2 separate regions of the Sus scrofa genome follow, and region 2 is linked to region 1. The links are chromatin contacts, called in public HiChIP or PLAC-seq maps. All regions are on one chromosome and are shown on one strand. The core of a region is the stretch at or near the end of the contact, and the rest is flanking DNA. Distances in the headings are between cores, read along the strand shown.

Region 1 (7,742 bases), core at 2,649-5,148:
CCCCTTGCTCCTTCAGCCCAGGAGGTAGTAACGGTTCCTCACTCTTGCTAGTCGTGGGCTACTTATTTCTTTTTTTCATGGCTTTATTTTCTAATTTATTTTTTACTGAAATATAGTTGATTTACAATGCAGTGTTAGTTTCAGGTGTATAGCAAAGTGATTCAGATATATATATGTGTGTATATATATATTTTTTTCTTTTCCCTTATAGGTTATTATAAAATATCGAGTATAGTTCTCTAGTCTATACAATAAGTCTTTATTGGTTATCTATTTTATATATGGCGATGTGTGTATGTTAATTCAAAACTCCTAATTTATCCCTCTCTATCTTTCCCCTTTGTTAACTGTAAGTTTATTTTCTGTGTCTGTGAATCTATTTCTGTTTTATATATAAGTTCACTTGTATCACATTTTTAATATTCTACATATAAGCAATTTCATATATTTTTCTGTCTTTTTTTGGATATTTTCTGCTATTTTTCTGATACTTGTGTCTGATTTTTTTCTAATATTCGTCTGATATTTCTGACATCAGATTTCTGATATTTGTCTGATATTTTCCCTGTCTGATTAACTTCAGTTAGCATGATAATTTCTAGGTCTATCCATGCTGCTGCAAATGGCATCATTTCATTCTTTTTTATAGGTGAGTAATATTCCATTGCATATACTTACCACATCTTTTTTATCCATTCCTCTGTCAGTGAACATTTATGTTGCTTCCATGTCTTGGCTATTGTAAATATTGCTGCAATGAATTTGCAGTTTCAAAAGTTTAAACTTTTGAATTATAGTTTTCTCTGGATACAGGCCCAGGAGTGGGATTGCTGGATCACATGGTGGTTGTACTGTTTTTTAAGGAACATCCATACTGTTCTCCATAGGGCTGTACCTGGGGTACGTATTTCTCTTCCTAAACCTTCCTTTGAAGAAACCTTTTATTAAGCATTATTTCATTTTTCCAATAGAAGTGTCCATCTCTTTCCTGGTAGGAACCTGCCGAATACGTCAGCTCAGTTTCCCATTTTCTGCAATTATGATATCAAACCTCCCCAATTCCCAGCCCTACCTTTCCTCTCACATTCAGACATAGGACCTCTCAACCACCAACTACCTCAAAAAGAAATTATGCTCTGTTAGAAATTCACCTGCCATCAAACCTCCTATGTTTCTCTTATCCAGCGCTGTGCTGGACTGGTTCATACCCACTCCCAGGAGCCAACTATGGGCATCTCTACCCAGCTCCACATTCAGTGACATTACATTAGTGGCTTGGAATTAGCCAGTGTGGAAGTCTTTACACCACAGGAATTGGTCCTTTTTTGTTTTGTTTTGGTGGAGCCAATTATTGGGTATCTATCAATACACTACGGCTTACATCCAGACCTTTTTCTCCTTTACATCTGTTATAGTGGAAGAGATGCCCCACCTATAGAAGGGGCAGAAGTTTCTTCACCTCCCTGACAGTCCATTCAGTCCCTTCCCTGCCTATTTCACCTCTCCTTCCCTGCTAACGCCTTCTCAGCAGCATTTAAACTTGCTCTGGGTGTGTCCTGTCCAATACTGTAGTCACTCATCAGAGGTAGTTACTGAGCCCTTGAAGTGTGGCTCGTCCAGACTGAAAGGTATAAAAGATACCCCAAATTTCAAAGACAGTATGAGTACAAGAACATGGAATATCTAATTAATAATGTTTGTATTACTGGTTGAAATTATATTTGGGGTATAATAATTAAATAAAAAATAATAAAATTAAGTTCATCAGTTTCTTTTCACTGTTTTAAGTGGCTACTAGGAAATTTCAAGTTACTTATGTAACTCATATTATTTCTGTTGGAAAATGCTACCACAAACTCTTATAAGTACAATCCCTTCTTCGATCTGTCACCTTCCCGTTATTGCCTCTCACAGTCAAAAAATTTTAAAGGTGGCTATCCTGTCATCTTCTCAGCAGCCACCTCCTCCTTAACCGAGGATGACCTGCCTTACACTTCCACAAATCCACCACACTAGTGCTAGTCGAGGTCACTGATGCTAACCTAGGCCGTGTCCAAGCCTTACCCTGCTTTACCCTTAGCAGCATTTTGCAACTTGGATCACTCCCTTCATTGAAACACTTTTCCATTGACAACATACTTTCCTGATCTTCCTCTCACTATTCTGCTTTCCAGATTCCTTTGCCAGCTCCCCTCTCTCCTCTACCCCGCCTTTTATGTTGGTCTTCTATGAGATTTTGTCCCTCTCATCCATTTCTTTTTTTTTTTTTTTCCATCCCATCCACTTCTAAGGACTCATGTTCTATCTATATGTCAGCAGCTCTACAGCTGTCTTCATAGCATCTCCACTTGAAGGGCCCACAGGCATCTCAATTTAAACATGTGCAGATCTGAACTCATCATGTCCACCTTTGCCTATGAAAGTAACAAGTACTAGCTTAGGCCATGGCATTATTGGTAAATGACCCCACATCTGCTTAGTCACTCCTGCCAGAACTTCAAGGACGTTCTGACCTATCTTCTCTTGTCCTCCCGCCTCAGTCTCTCCAGGTCTCTTTCTAAACGACATCTCATATTTCTTGAATTCTTCCACTTTGCTTTAATTCCACAGTCACTGCCATGGTCCAGGATGCCAGCATTCTCACCCAGACTGCTCCAGGGACCTCTTGAATGGTTTCCCTGCCTCCACGTTTACTCCTCTCTAATCCATTCCCTACACATTACTCAAAGTGATCTCTTACAAATTTGAATAGGGCAGCTCTGGCTTAAAATTCTCCAATAGCTTCCCCTTGACTTTGGCATAATGTCAGAAACCTTTAACATGATTTTCAAAGGCCACCCAAAATCTGATTCCTGCCTTCGTTCGTAGCTTTATCTCTTAGCACTTTTTCTCTTCACTCTTTCTACTCCAGCCATCTTGGACTTGTTTTAGTTCTATGAATGCACCATATTATCTTGATTTGGGGCCTGCAAATACGTACTTCCTTCAGCCTGGGACCGTCTTCACCAACTTGATTTACCTGTTTCTCCAACACCTTTTGAACCTTCAGATATTTCGTTAAGCCCCCAATCTAGTATTGTCTTCTCTGACCCTCTCTATTGCACCTGTGTTTTTCTACTAGACCCTAAACTCCATGAGGTCAAGGATCAGAGCTACCTGATAACACGGATGTATCCCCAGTGCCTAGGACAATACCTGGCAATGACAGGTACTCAATAACTACTTGCTGAACAATAAAATAGTATCTGGCTCAAAGTTCCCATTTTGGAGACAGGAAAACTAGGATCCAAAGAAAGGAGGCAACTCATTCAAAACTATAGAGCCCAGATGAAGACGAATAGAGGACCAGAGCCTCTTGATTTCCAGATCCCTTCTCTTTCCAGTACAGCATGTACTTGTCAATAATTTAGTAACCAAAGGGAAGCAGACTGAATTCCCAATGTCTTGTGAAAGCCAGAGCAAGCTTGTGTTTATAAACACAGCTGACATAGTTGTTGTTTTCTTTGTTTGTTTTAAGTAAAAGGCCTGGAAGTCCAACCCAAAAATAAAGTCCACATTTCCAAGTACGGGCTCCTACGTCTATTCCCTCCAGCCCCCCATTCTGCTCATTGTCCATCTTTCCTCCCCTCATTGACCAGAGCCATCAGCTGGTATTCAGAGTTGAATGATTCCTTCATTCTGTTTCCTGTCAGAGTTCTTGGCCTTCTTTAATAGAAATTGATAAGAGGCCAGACAAGAAATTTAGACAAGGCTTTATTTCAGGTTCCCTCTCTCCTTCCCAGTTTCCTTCCAGCCCTTCTTGTCTTTTGGGTGCTTTGGTGCCACCCTTGGTCTCTCCAAGTCCTGGTTTTAGACTGAACCACTCTGCTTGCCTTCTTCCTCTAAAGTTGATTTGAAATGCATTATGGCTTAGCCAGAGGCCCTTGTACCATCAACCAGTTTAAGGCCGGCCCCAAAGGCTAGACCAGGGTGTCTATGCCCCACTTCTTTTTTTCTTTGCTTTTTTTAGGGCTGCACCCATGGCATATGGAAGTTCCCAGGCTAGGGGTCGAATCAGAGCTACAGCTGCTGGCCTATGCCACAGCCACAGCAGCTCGGGATCTGAGCCACATCTGCAACCTACACCACAGCTCACCGCAATGCCGGATCCTTAACCCACTGAACAAGGCCAGGGGTCAAACCCTCAACCTCATGGTTACTAGTCAGATTCATTTCCACTGTGCCACAACAGGAACTCCTCCAACTTCTTTTTTTTTTAATGATTTTTTATTTTTTCCATTATACTTGGTTTACAATGTTCTGCCCCATTTCTAATATGTTTTGGAGATCCTAAACATAGAGCTTTAAGGCGTGTGGAGGGAGAGATAGATGGATAGATAGCCTGTGTCTTAGATAATTTGGTTACTTACCAGCCTAAACATAAATTGACCCTAGTGACCACCCAGTATCCCTTGCAGCACAGTCGTTGTCTACTATGTTAATGCTGTCATATTTTGATTCTTTGCTGCCGATTATGGTTCCTGATCTGTTGGCCAAGGAATCTACCCAATACAAAATTAACTTTGAAGCAGGAAGTGTACCTTTCCTGAGAGCTTTTAGGATGTTGCATTTTCTAGAGTTGCAATCTCCCATTGGCTCACTCCATCCTAAACAAAGTTCCTCCCTTGCAGTCATAAATGAAGCATATCCTGGCTAAAGAACTTTGTGGATTAGAGCGACCGATTGACTTTGGCAACTAAAGGAGTAGTAGAGGTGATTCCTGTTCATCAATGTGTTTGGTTTAATAGATGGGGCCCTTCTTCTATATAAAGAAGAAATTAGAGTCAGAAGAAATATATCGATTAGAAGAAAAGGACGTCATTGAGATTCTGGAAATTACCAGCAGGTGAAGAGGACATTTGGTGGGAATCATGGGGCAAAGTGGAGAACTGGATTAATGGGCAGTTGAGGTCAGAAGGTGGCTATTGGAATGCTGTAACCACTTTGAAACCACACACCTCAAGTGTTGAATGGATCTTATAAACAGATGCTGAAGCCTTACATGATGATGACAAACCTCCAGATGGATATGGAGACTGAGATCTAAGCCTTAGCCTCATTTACCATCAGCAAGAAGCTGATGATGACAGCAGTGAGCTGCAGAGGAGAGAGGGATGATTGTATCTGTATCATTGGGTGGTATCAACCTCAGAGCAGCAGGGCTATTGCTTGCAGATGGAGGAGTAATCATCAGGAAATGATAATGAGGAGCCATTCGAATAGTAACGCCCACCACCTTCCCCAGCCTACCCACTCCACCAACCTGAAACATACACCCAAGTGATATATATTAATTCTAACTTTTAATAATGTTTCTGGGAAAATAAGGTTTGTTTCATTTGATGGGTAAATAGTAGTAGTGGTGATAATAATAACCACAACTGTACTTTTAATCATTCATTCCATAACAACAGATCTACAAAATTGGTATTCATATTCCCCTTTTTCTTTTTCATTGAGACTCAGCACGTTAAAAGGCAGAGCTGGGTTTTGAATCACAGTATCTATACCGTCAAAGCCTTTGTTCCACAGTGAGTGGTTAAGAGTAGAATTCCAAAACTGAATGTCTCCTTACCTTTCAGTTGGGGATATAAAGTAGCTAAAGTGTTTAGCACAGTGCTGGGCTGTAGTAAGTGCTCAATAAATGGTAGCTGCCACTATTATTGTTGTTGTGTTATTATTTATGTTATAGCTCACTGTAGTAATTTATGTTCTCAACCAGAAACATCAGCAGGACCATTTCTTTTCCAGTCAATAATAGATTATTAGATGGGTGATAGCTTGCAGTTTTGAAGTCTATAATCTATCTAATGCTTTTAGCAAGAATCTTGATCTTTTGGCTTTGAGGAAACCGATAAGAGGCAAGTCAAACTCATGTAAGTAGAATGAATACTTGTTCAGCTATTCATACTAAGGCCCAACCCCTAAGGAGTCAGGCCATGTCTTTGGACTGAAGCTCAAAATATCACAGTAGAAGGTAGACTTACTTGTCGTGGAACCTCTCCTCTGTGCCATGTTTGCTGTGACTGAGTTGGACTGAATCTCTGCCTTGCTGGTGAAACACGGTGGACATATCCCCTCTTAGAGTGGATCTAGTTGTTTAAAAAAAAAAAACCCCTAATAAAATGTACCATTGGGAGTTACTGGTTCACTTGTCAACTGAGAGTTAATCAAAAAGAGACATGTACATGGAACCAACAGATTGCAGAGCTGGCAAAGACTTTAGAAATAATTTAATCCAACCTCTTTATTTTGCTGATAAGGAAAGTGAGTCCCAGGGAGGGGAAGGGTCTTACTCAGGGTCATACAGCTGGCAGTAATTTTGTTTCAAAAATTAATATGAACAATCTTTCCATACATGAATGAATCCATCTTTCTGCCTTTGTAAGCACAATATCATGACTGTAATTGAATTTGTCTTTGATGGTGGAGAAAGTAAGCTTTTAGAGTTTTACAGGGTCCTAAAGTCATCAAATTCAGATAAATTGTCATGAACTAATGCTGGAGATCTGCCTGTTGGCTGTGACCTCCTCCAGGAATGGCTCTGGTCTTATTCATAAGTTAAAGCAAGTTTCAAATCCTAGCTAAGCCATTTACTAACTTAGGGACTCTAACCTCTCTGAGCCTCTATATCCTCAGTATGAATTTAGATAATAAGACCTACATTACAGAGTGTTTGTGCACATCAAATGATTCTGATATACACCGTGCCTCACCAAAATAGACATTTACATTTAAATGTATACTTTCAACTAACCTTTAGCTAATGTCCTGCCAAAAGCAAGGTATACACCGATGAATAAGAAAGACAAGAAACTTGGCTTCACAGAGCTTAGGTTCACAAGGGATGATTTGAGATGAGGGCCAAAGGAAGAAGTAAACAGAAAAGGAGGATGAAGATACATTAAAATATAATTTCAGGCCATGCTAAATGCTGTGAAGGGTTTATGAAGACAAGAAAATGAGATCACGTGATAGATGGGTTTGGGAGAGGTAGGCTGTTTCAGCCAAAAGTGACCGAAGGCATTCTGTTTGAGATTATATTTGAAGAAGACCTAAATCATAGGAAAAAGCCAGTCTCAGATCCAGAAGAGCATTCCTGAAACAGACATGAAGGCCCTGGGTGGGAGCAAACTTGCCACGTTGAATCAGCAGCACCATAGCTATTGCATTTCCAGAATGGCGAGCACAGTGAGCAAGATATGAGGTGAGGTCGAAGATGTCTGCACAAGTATGACCTTAAAGTTCTATCTAGGCCATCTGAGGAAATCTGAATTTTATCCAAAAAGCAATGTGGTCTGTTTCTCTTCTGTAGATAGGTTCATTTGTGCCATATTTTAGATTCTACATATAAGTGATGTTATATGGTATTTGTCTTTCTCTTTCTAATTCACTTCACTTAGTACAAGAATCTCTAGTTACAGCCATGTTGCTGCAAATAGCATTATTTTGTTCTTTTTTATGGCTGAGTAGTATTCCATTTTATATGTTTAGAATGGATAAACAATGAGGTCCTACTATACAGCACAGGGAGCTCTATCCAATCTCTTGGGATAGAACATGATGGAAGATAGTATGAGAAAAAGAATGTATATATATGTGTGTTATATATATATTGCTCTATGCTATGCAACTATGCTATATATGCTATATATATAACACACATATATATGCTATATATATGCTATATATGTGTGTTATAT
Region 2 (7,742 bases), core at 3,529-6,028, 370 kb before region 1:
GATCAGGAAAAAGACAAAGATGTCTGCTCTTGCCACTGCTATTCAGCATAGTTTTGGAAGTCCTAGCCACAGCATTCAGAGAAGAAAAGAAATAAAAGAAATCCAAATTGGAAAGGAAGAACTAAAACTATCAGTATTTGCAGATGACATGATACTATGCCTAGAAAAATCCTAAAGACTCTATCAGAAAACTGTTAGAGCTCACCAATGAATTTGGCAAAGTTGCAGGGTGCAAAATTAATACACAGAAATTGACTTCATTTCTATATACTAACAATGAAAGATCAGAAAGAGAAATTAGGGAAACAATCCCATTTATCATCACATCAAAAAGAATAAAATACTTAGGAATAAACCTACCTAAAGAGACAAAAAAGACCTTTACTCTGAAAACTATAAAATGATGAAAGAAATTGAAGACGATACAAAAAAATGGAAAGACATACCATACTCTTGGATTAGAAGAATCAATACTATCAAAGTGACTATACTACCCAAGGCAATCTACAGATTCAATTCAATCCCTATCAAATTACCAAGGACATTTTTCACATAACTAGAACAAAATATTTTAAAGTATGGAAGCACAAAAGACCCAGAATAGCCAAAGCCATCCTGAGAAAGAAAAATGGAGCTGGGAATCAGGCTTCTTGACTTCAGACTATGCTATAAAGCTACAGTCATCAAAACCATATGGTACTGGCACAAAAACAGAAATACAGATCTGTGGAACAGGATAGAAAGCCCAGAATTAGACCTGTGCACCTACAGTCAACTAATCTATGACAAAGGAGGCAAGAATGGAGAAAAGAGAGTCCCTTAAATCAGTGGTGTTGGGAAAACTGGACAGCCACATGTAAAAGAATGCAATTAGAACATACACAAAAATAAACTCAAAAATAAACTCAAAATGGATTAATGACCTAAATATAAGACCAGATGCTATAAAACTCTTAGAGGAAAACATTAGACACTCTCCAACATAAACCACAGCAATGTCTTCTCAGATCCACCTCCTTGAGTAATGACAATAAAAACAAAAATAAGTGAATGGGACATAATTAAAGGTTTCTGCACAGCAAAGGAAACCCTAAACAAAATGAAAAAACAGCCCACAGAATGGAAGAAAATATTTGCAAATGAAGCAACTGACAAGGGATTAATCTCCAAAATTTACAAATACCTCCTACAGCTCAATACCAAAAAAACAAACAGCCCCATCAAAAAATGGGCAGGACTCCTAAACAGGTAATTCTCCAAAGAAGACATACAGATGGCCAAAAAACACAAAGAACATATTCAACATGACTAATTATCAGAGAAATGCAAATCAAAACTACTATGAGGTGTCCCTTTACACTGGCCAGAATGCCGTCATCAAAAAATCTACAAACAATAAATGCTGGAGAGGGTGTGGAGAAAAGGGAACCCTATTACACTGTTGGTGGGAATGTAAATTGTTGCAACCCCTCTGGAAAACAGTATGGAGATTCCTCAGAAAACTAAAAATAGAATTACCATTTGATCCAGCCATCCCATGCCAGGGCATCTGTCCAGAGAAAACCATGACTGGAAAAGATAGATGTACTCCATTGTTCGTTGCAGCAGTATATACAGTAGCTAAGACATGGAAACAACCTAAATGTCCATCGACAGAGGAGTGGATAAAGAAGATGTGGTGCACAATGGAATATTACTCAGACATTAAAAGGAACGAAATACCAGCATTTGCAGCAATATGATGGACCTATAAATTATTATGCTAAGTGAAGTTAGACAGACACCAGCATCATATGCTATAACTTACATATGGAATCCAAAAAAAAACCAGACATAACTTTTTTGCAGAACAGATCCTGACTCACAGACTTTGAAAAACTTACAGTTTCCAAAGGAGACAGGTTGGGGGCTGGGGGTATGGGCTGGTGTTTTGGGATGGAAATGCTATAAAATTTGGTTGTGGTGATCATTTTGCAACTATAAATGTAATAAAATTCAATGAGTCAAAAAATAAATGGAAACTAAGGAAGAGGAGCTTGGAAAGGAGACAGAAAAGGAAGGATTAGAAGAAGGGCATGGAGGAGTCCAGGAGAAGGGGGTGGTTCAGAAGACCTCCTCACTCTGTTTGTCCAGATCTTCTACTTTTATCTCGTGTCTGTTGTAAGACCCCACCCACTCCCAAGCCTTCTCTTCTCTTAGGACCCTTCCTTCCAGAGACAATTCCACCTTCTAGTAACTGTGTTTTCTAACTCACCATAGCATCCTTCTCCATTCCTCCTCCTCTATTTTACTGTACTTTAGGGATGTGGAGCCCTCAACTAGTACTGGGCTGGGCATAAGAAATCTACATGTTAGTCTGTCTTTCCATTTATTTGATGAGTATCCTTGGAACAGTTGTTATCCCTTTATGGGTTTTAGTTTCTTCATCTGCAAGGTGAGGTTTATAACTTCTTGCCTTCCTCGCCTTGAAGAATTATACAGATCAGATGAGATCATGCATGTCAGAGCACTTTGAAACACATGAAGCTCTGCAGCAATAATTAGAGTGAGCCGCGTTGACTTATCAGACACTCCACCTTATTTCATTTAACCCTCACAACATCCTTTGAGGTTGATGCTAGTAACGTGGCATTTGAGGAAACAGGGGCTTAGAGAAATTAACTTGCCTAAAGCTACACAGCTGGGAATTGATGAGGACAATAATCAGACTCAGGTCTGCCTGACTCCAGAGTTCTTAGAGCCCACATACCAAAGCCTTGTTTTCCTAATGCATGTCATGGTATCACATTCCTGGACAAAGCCTGCTTTGGAGAATAGGATCAGTTTTCATACAAATGATAACATTTTTACGGTTGGGAAATCAGCTGCAGTGTGGATTATAAATTGACCTTTCTGTACAACGGTAGGGCTTTAGGGGAGCTGGAGGGAGGAAGATGCACATATGTATCCAGTTCTTGAAAATTAAATAATTTAATGTACAGTGGGGAGCTCCCACTGTGTTGCACGGAGATCAGCGGCGTCTTCGGAACGCTGAGATTCGGGTTTGATCCCCAGTCCAGCACAGTGGGTTAAGGATCCAGCATTGCCACATCTGCTGCTTAGGTTGTGACTGTGGCTTGGATCTGATCCACGGCCCGGGAGCTCCATATGCCACGGGGCAGCCAGAAATGGGGAAACACACACACACACACACACACACACACACACACAAAATGGAATTATTTCTTTTTGCAAATAAATTCTGTGAAGTTCAGTCCTCCTCTCAGGGGGGTGATCTACCTTAGCATTTCAGAGTTGTGTTTCTTGGAAGTTGTTCTCAGCAGTAGCATAAGCATTTATTCTGCTGGACCTTTAGACTTCAGCTCAAATCTCTCCCCCCATGAAGTCTTTTTTAGTCACCCTGGCCTCAAAGCCCCTTCCTCTTCTGAACTCTGTGATTACTCATTAGAGGCAGATATATGGCCACACACACAAAATATTATGATAAAGTTATGAGGCTGACTCACCAAACCTTGCTATCAGGCTCATTACATTATTGTCATACATCATCTTATTAATTACCGTTTCCTTTGCACACGTCTTTCTCCAGCGTTGTTGTAATTTCATCATAGAAGTGTCTGACTTTAAATTTCTTTGTACCTCCTGAAACTTTTTTTTTTTCCCCACGCGTTAGCTGGCTTTTGCCCTACAGGAATTTGTCTTTTTGAGATGGATTTAAGTGTGTGAATATATAGCTAGGACACAGCAAGAGATGGGGGGTAAGGGTGACATTTGAGCTGCATTTGAATCAAAGGTAGATGTTTGATCATGAGAGAAGATGGGAAAACAGTCTCAGTAGAGACCTCAACAGGGGCAGGAAAATATGAAGAAGTACAGTGTGTTTGGGGAAGGGAATGAAATGAGGTGAGATCAGGGTGGGGAGTGGCTAAGAGAGGGGGCAGTGAGCCCAGAAGAATTCATAAAAGTCGTGGCCAAGTTGGAGCTAGGTTGTCAAGTGTCCTGTGAGCCATGTCAAGCAGATAAAATGTGATTCTGGGCCACGAAGAACTGCAGGACCACTTTAAGCAAAGAGATGTCACCTTTGTGCGATGCCTCTGGTAGCACAAAGCTCTCAGCATATCTGTCTGACTGAAGTATCTCCAGCGTTTGGTCTCTTTCTCTGTGTATGAGAGTTTGAAACACAATTGTTTCATTCATTCTGGGAATTTTCGGGTTGGGGATTATGAACATGTTTTTCAGCATTTTTTTTTTTCTTTTCCCCAAAGAGTGAGCTTAAGGATTGAGTTTCTTCCTGAAACATCTTTCCTCTCCGGGTTATCAGCCTGTGCCCTGATTCACAGTCCTGGGTGGCGTGAGGATCAAGTTTTGCTTTTTGTTGGGTAGTTGTGCTGGAAAACAACATCGTGAGTATTTGGGATGTTCTGGCAGGATCACTTAGTGGGAGGAGAGTTTCATTCACTGCACACAGCAGGGAGCCCAATAGCTTCCCTTTGCAAGTCATAGCAAAACACTTAGATGAGCCTTTTTTAATTGGCCAGCCCCTTCTTTCTCATGCTGTTCCTAGAGCCTGGCGTCTCCCAACATACTTTGCAGTGTCTGCTTCATCTTCCACTCCTCACCCCAACACCCCCCTCCAGGTTCCCTTGGGATCTGGAAGCCAGCGGAGACCTCACCCCCTCCCTGGACAGGACAGTGAGAAGGCATGGAAGAGGGTTCCAGCTCTGTGCCCCAGCCTGGTGGGCTGGCTGCTGCCTGGCCCTGAATCTTGGATCTATTACTCCATCTCCGCCCTCTGCTGAGCCCTGCAGCTGTGTGTGTTTTGAGTGGTAGCCACCTCCCAAGAAAGGCTGTGGTTTTATGAAGTAATAGATGATTTTATAAAAAAAGAGTTGTTCTCTTTGGTTGCTTTCAAGCCTGAGGGATCGCTTAGCTCAAAGGATTGTTATTGGAATGCGGGAGCCTCTATTGCCAAGTCACACACCCCAATCACTGCTGATTTCTCTCCCTCTCTCTTTTTTTTTTTCTTTCTTCTTTCTTGAAAAGACTAGTTTTTGTTAGTTGCTTGGTAACTGGGACATAGACTTTGCTCCTTCAGCACAGAGAGCTCTGCTCCTCATTTGAATCCGATTCAGTGCTTACACAGTGAGGTGTGCCTGACATTGGCATGCGCTGGGGACATGCTCTGTGTTTCCTGTAACCTGTGCACCATTTGTGCCCGGAGGTTGTTATCAAGGTCTTAGAATTTAAGTGAGTTGCCCCGGATTGAAAGTGAGAGCTCTAATATTAGGAAAAAAAAAATTAAAAATATGTTGGGGAGGGCTTTTCTTTGTTTTGTTTTGGTTTTTTGTTTTTCTCTCTGTAAAGAATGGTAAAAGCTTCCATCACGATGCTTCCAAAAGGCCAAAACCCACAGCTCTGCTAGATCTGGGAGCCTTCGGGTGGTGACTGTGGCCTGGGCAAAGGAACTGTCACCTTAGAGCAGGAAGCCCTGGGCTATGACCTTGTCGTTCAAACCTAAGTTTCTACATCCTTTGTAGGCACCTGTCCCCCACCGCCGCCCTGAGAATCCAAGGAGAGGAGGTGTGCGGGGGCACTCTTGTAAGCTGTGGAAGGACCTACGAAGAGAATCACCGTGTCTGATGCAAGCCCAGTGGTTCCAAGGGTAGATTAATTCAGTAACATCGAGACCCTTGGCTGTGGTTGTCCTCTCTGGGGCGAGGGAGAGATGGAGAGATTTTCCCATGGCCCTGGATTAAAAATCCATCCACGGGGGCTCATAGGCCCTTTGCCAATCTAGCATGTGATGACTAAGCACTTGTGAATCATGGAGCTCAACTTCAGAACAGCATGGGAACCTCGTAGGTAGTGTCAGCATCTCCAAGTAAGGGGTCAGGCTCCTGGAAAAAGTCCCACTCGTCCAGGCAGACTCTTCCCCCACTTCCCTCTGCTGGCCAAGCTTCAGACTTTGCTTTTGTGGGGAAGGCAGAGGGTACACACTGCTGCTGTCTTCTCCCCAGAGACCCTGTGCATCCTTTTAGGGAAACACTCCTCGCAAGTTTCTCATCCTGTGGGGAGGTCGCGCCTCGGCTCAGTGAAGCCAGCGTTGTCTCAAGAAAAGATGACGCTGCCTGGCTGCCTTGCACCTCCTGCCCCCAGCGTGTCTCTTTCTGGCAGGAGGCCTGCAGTTCTCTTCGAGATATTCTGCCCGGGTTCCATTGTCCGCGGCAGCGGCTGTCCGCAAGGCTCCAGGCTGAAAGCTCTCATTCTGCAGGGTCTTTAGTGGCCGTACACAAGATCTAACAGAAGCAGTTGTTTTCGGAGTTGAGGAGGACAGCTTGGCCTTGGCTGGAGGCACTGGTTGTTGCTGCATTGGTTTCGTGGTTTATTTCTCATTGGCCTTGGATTTCTGGAGTCTTTAGAATGAGGCTTTTCTCCCTGAGAACTGATCACCGAAACCACAAAGCACATGGAAAGCGATTTGGGGGACTACCCAGAAGACATACTAGTTGTTTGACTCATAGTTTCAAAGGCTGCCATTTGCTGATTGGGACCTATTTGTGTATGGAGATACTGCTAGTTCAGAGCTGTGTCAGGCATCTGTAGTCAACGTTAAGTGCTGCTTTGTCCAACCTTAAGATGTACAAGTGTTCAAAGGAAAGTTTAGCCCTTTCTAGATGTAAGGTCTCACCCAAATGCTTAGGAATTTAAAACAAATAACAACAGTGACAGAGAATGGGCTTAACACTGTCTTTTCCGTCTAACCCCTTTTGATGTTACTCTTGTTTCAATGGGACCCTGCTTCTGGGTTAATACTCAGCTTCTTTGATGTACGTAGGTGTCTGTGTTCAGATAGCAGTGATAGGAAAGGGGAAAATAGGAAGAACTCATAGAACTGGAGGGCAAATGTAGATAAAGGCCAGTAGTACATCTGTAAAATTGATGTAATAACTTTTGTATTGTTCTAAGGAGGTAAGACATGTGGAAACCCTTTGTCACCTCTGAAGCACCCCTCATACGGGGGAGGTTGGAAGGTAAAACTGAGCAGTTTGTCCAGTTGTCCAACACATATTTATTGAGTGCCTGCTATGTGCCACCCACTAGCAGATACTGAACTATGTCTCTTTTGAAACTTCTGCCTTGTTGCCTTTAGGTTCCCAAAGTTACCCTTGTTCTTATGATACATTCCTTGTTGTTCCAGCCTCTTGGGGAGGGCATAATTGAAATCGGGTCATGGAGGAGTTCCCCTTGTAGCTCAGCAGTAATAAACCTGACTAGTATCCATGGGGATACTGGTTTGATCCCTGGCCTTGCTTAGTGGGTTAAGGATCTGGTGTTGCCGTGAGCTGTGGTGTATGTTATAGATGAGGCTTGGATCTGGCATTTCTGTGGCTGTGGCACAGCCGGCAGCTGTAGCTCGGATTTGATCCCTAGCCTGGGAACTTGCATATGCCGTGGGTGTGGCCCCAAAACAAAACAAAACAAAACAAAAAGAAATCAGGACATGGAGAGTTGCCTGGAGAAGGCATCTGTCTGCATTCCTCTTCTCTTTATGAAGTTCTGCTTCACCAGGTCTCTGGCAAAAAATGGTCACTTCACAGTTTCCAAGTTTTTGTCACCCTAAGTCCACTCATAGGCTGAAGTTAAATGACTCCATTTGGATCCTGATTCTAAATTCCTGGGAGAAGGAATCTGAGTGGCTCAATTAGGGCAGATGTTCACTCCTCGTCCAGTTAAGTGTGTAA

What was found. HiChIP or PLAC-seq counts read pairs in DNA pulled down with a chosen protein or histone mark.
Region 2: an H3K27ac HiChIP or PLAC-seq map of alveolar macrophages shows a contact between it and region 1. The contact joins two enhancer-like sites. A contact is called at or near these places in 2 of 47 Hi-C or Micro-C datasets (embryonic fibroblasts and fibroblasts) and 1 of 2 datasets of contacts at active chromatin or transcription factors (alveolar macrophages).

Annotation. Positions count from the first base shown.
Region 1 is chr6:152,773,532-152,781,273 of Sscrofa11.1, reverse strand. The region is part of intron 14 of FGGY (FGGY carbohydrate kinase domain-containing protein); the gene reads left to right. Among named protein-coding and RNA genes, the nearest start is that of HOOK1, 68 kb to the right of the region's middle. Within about 2 kb of position 3,898, at least 1 of the 83 cell types and tissues checked has an H3K27ac peak or open chromatin away from gene starts, as enhancers often do. A contact at or near this core is called in alveolar macrophages, where this site is marked.
Region 2 is chr6:153,142,662-153,150,403 of Sscrofa11.1, reverse strand. The region is part of intron 4 of FGGY (FGGY carbohydrate kinase domain-containing protein); the gene reads left to right. Among named protein-coding and RNA genes, the nearest start is that of FGGY, 67 kb to the left of the region's middle. Within about 2 kb of position 4,778, at least 31 of the 83 cell types and tissues checked have an H3K27ac peak or open chromatin away from gene starts, as enhancers often do. A contact at or near this core is called in alveolar macrophages, where this site is marked.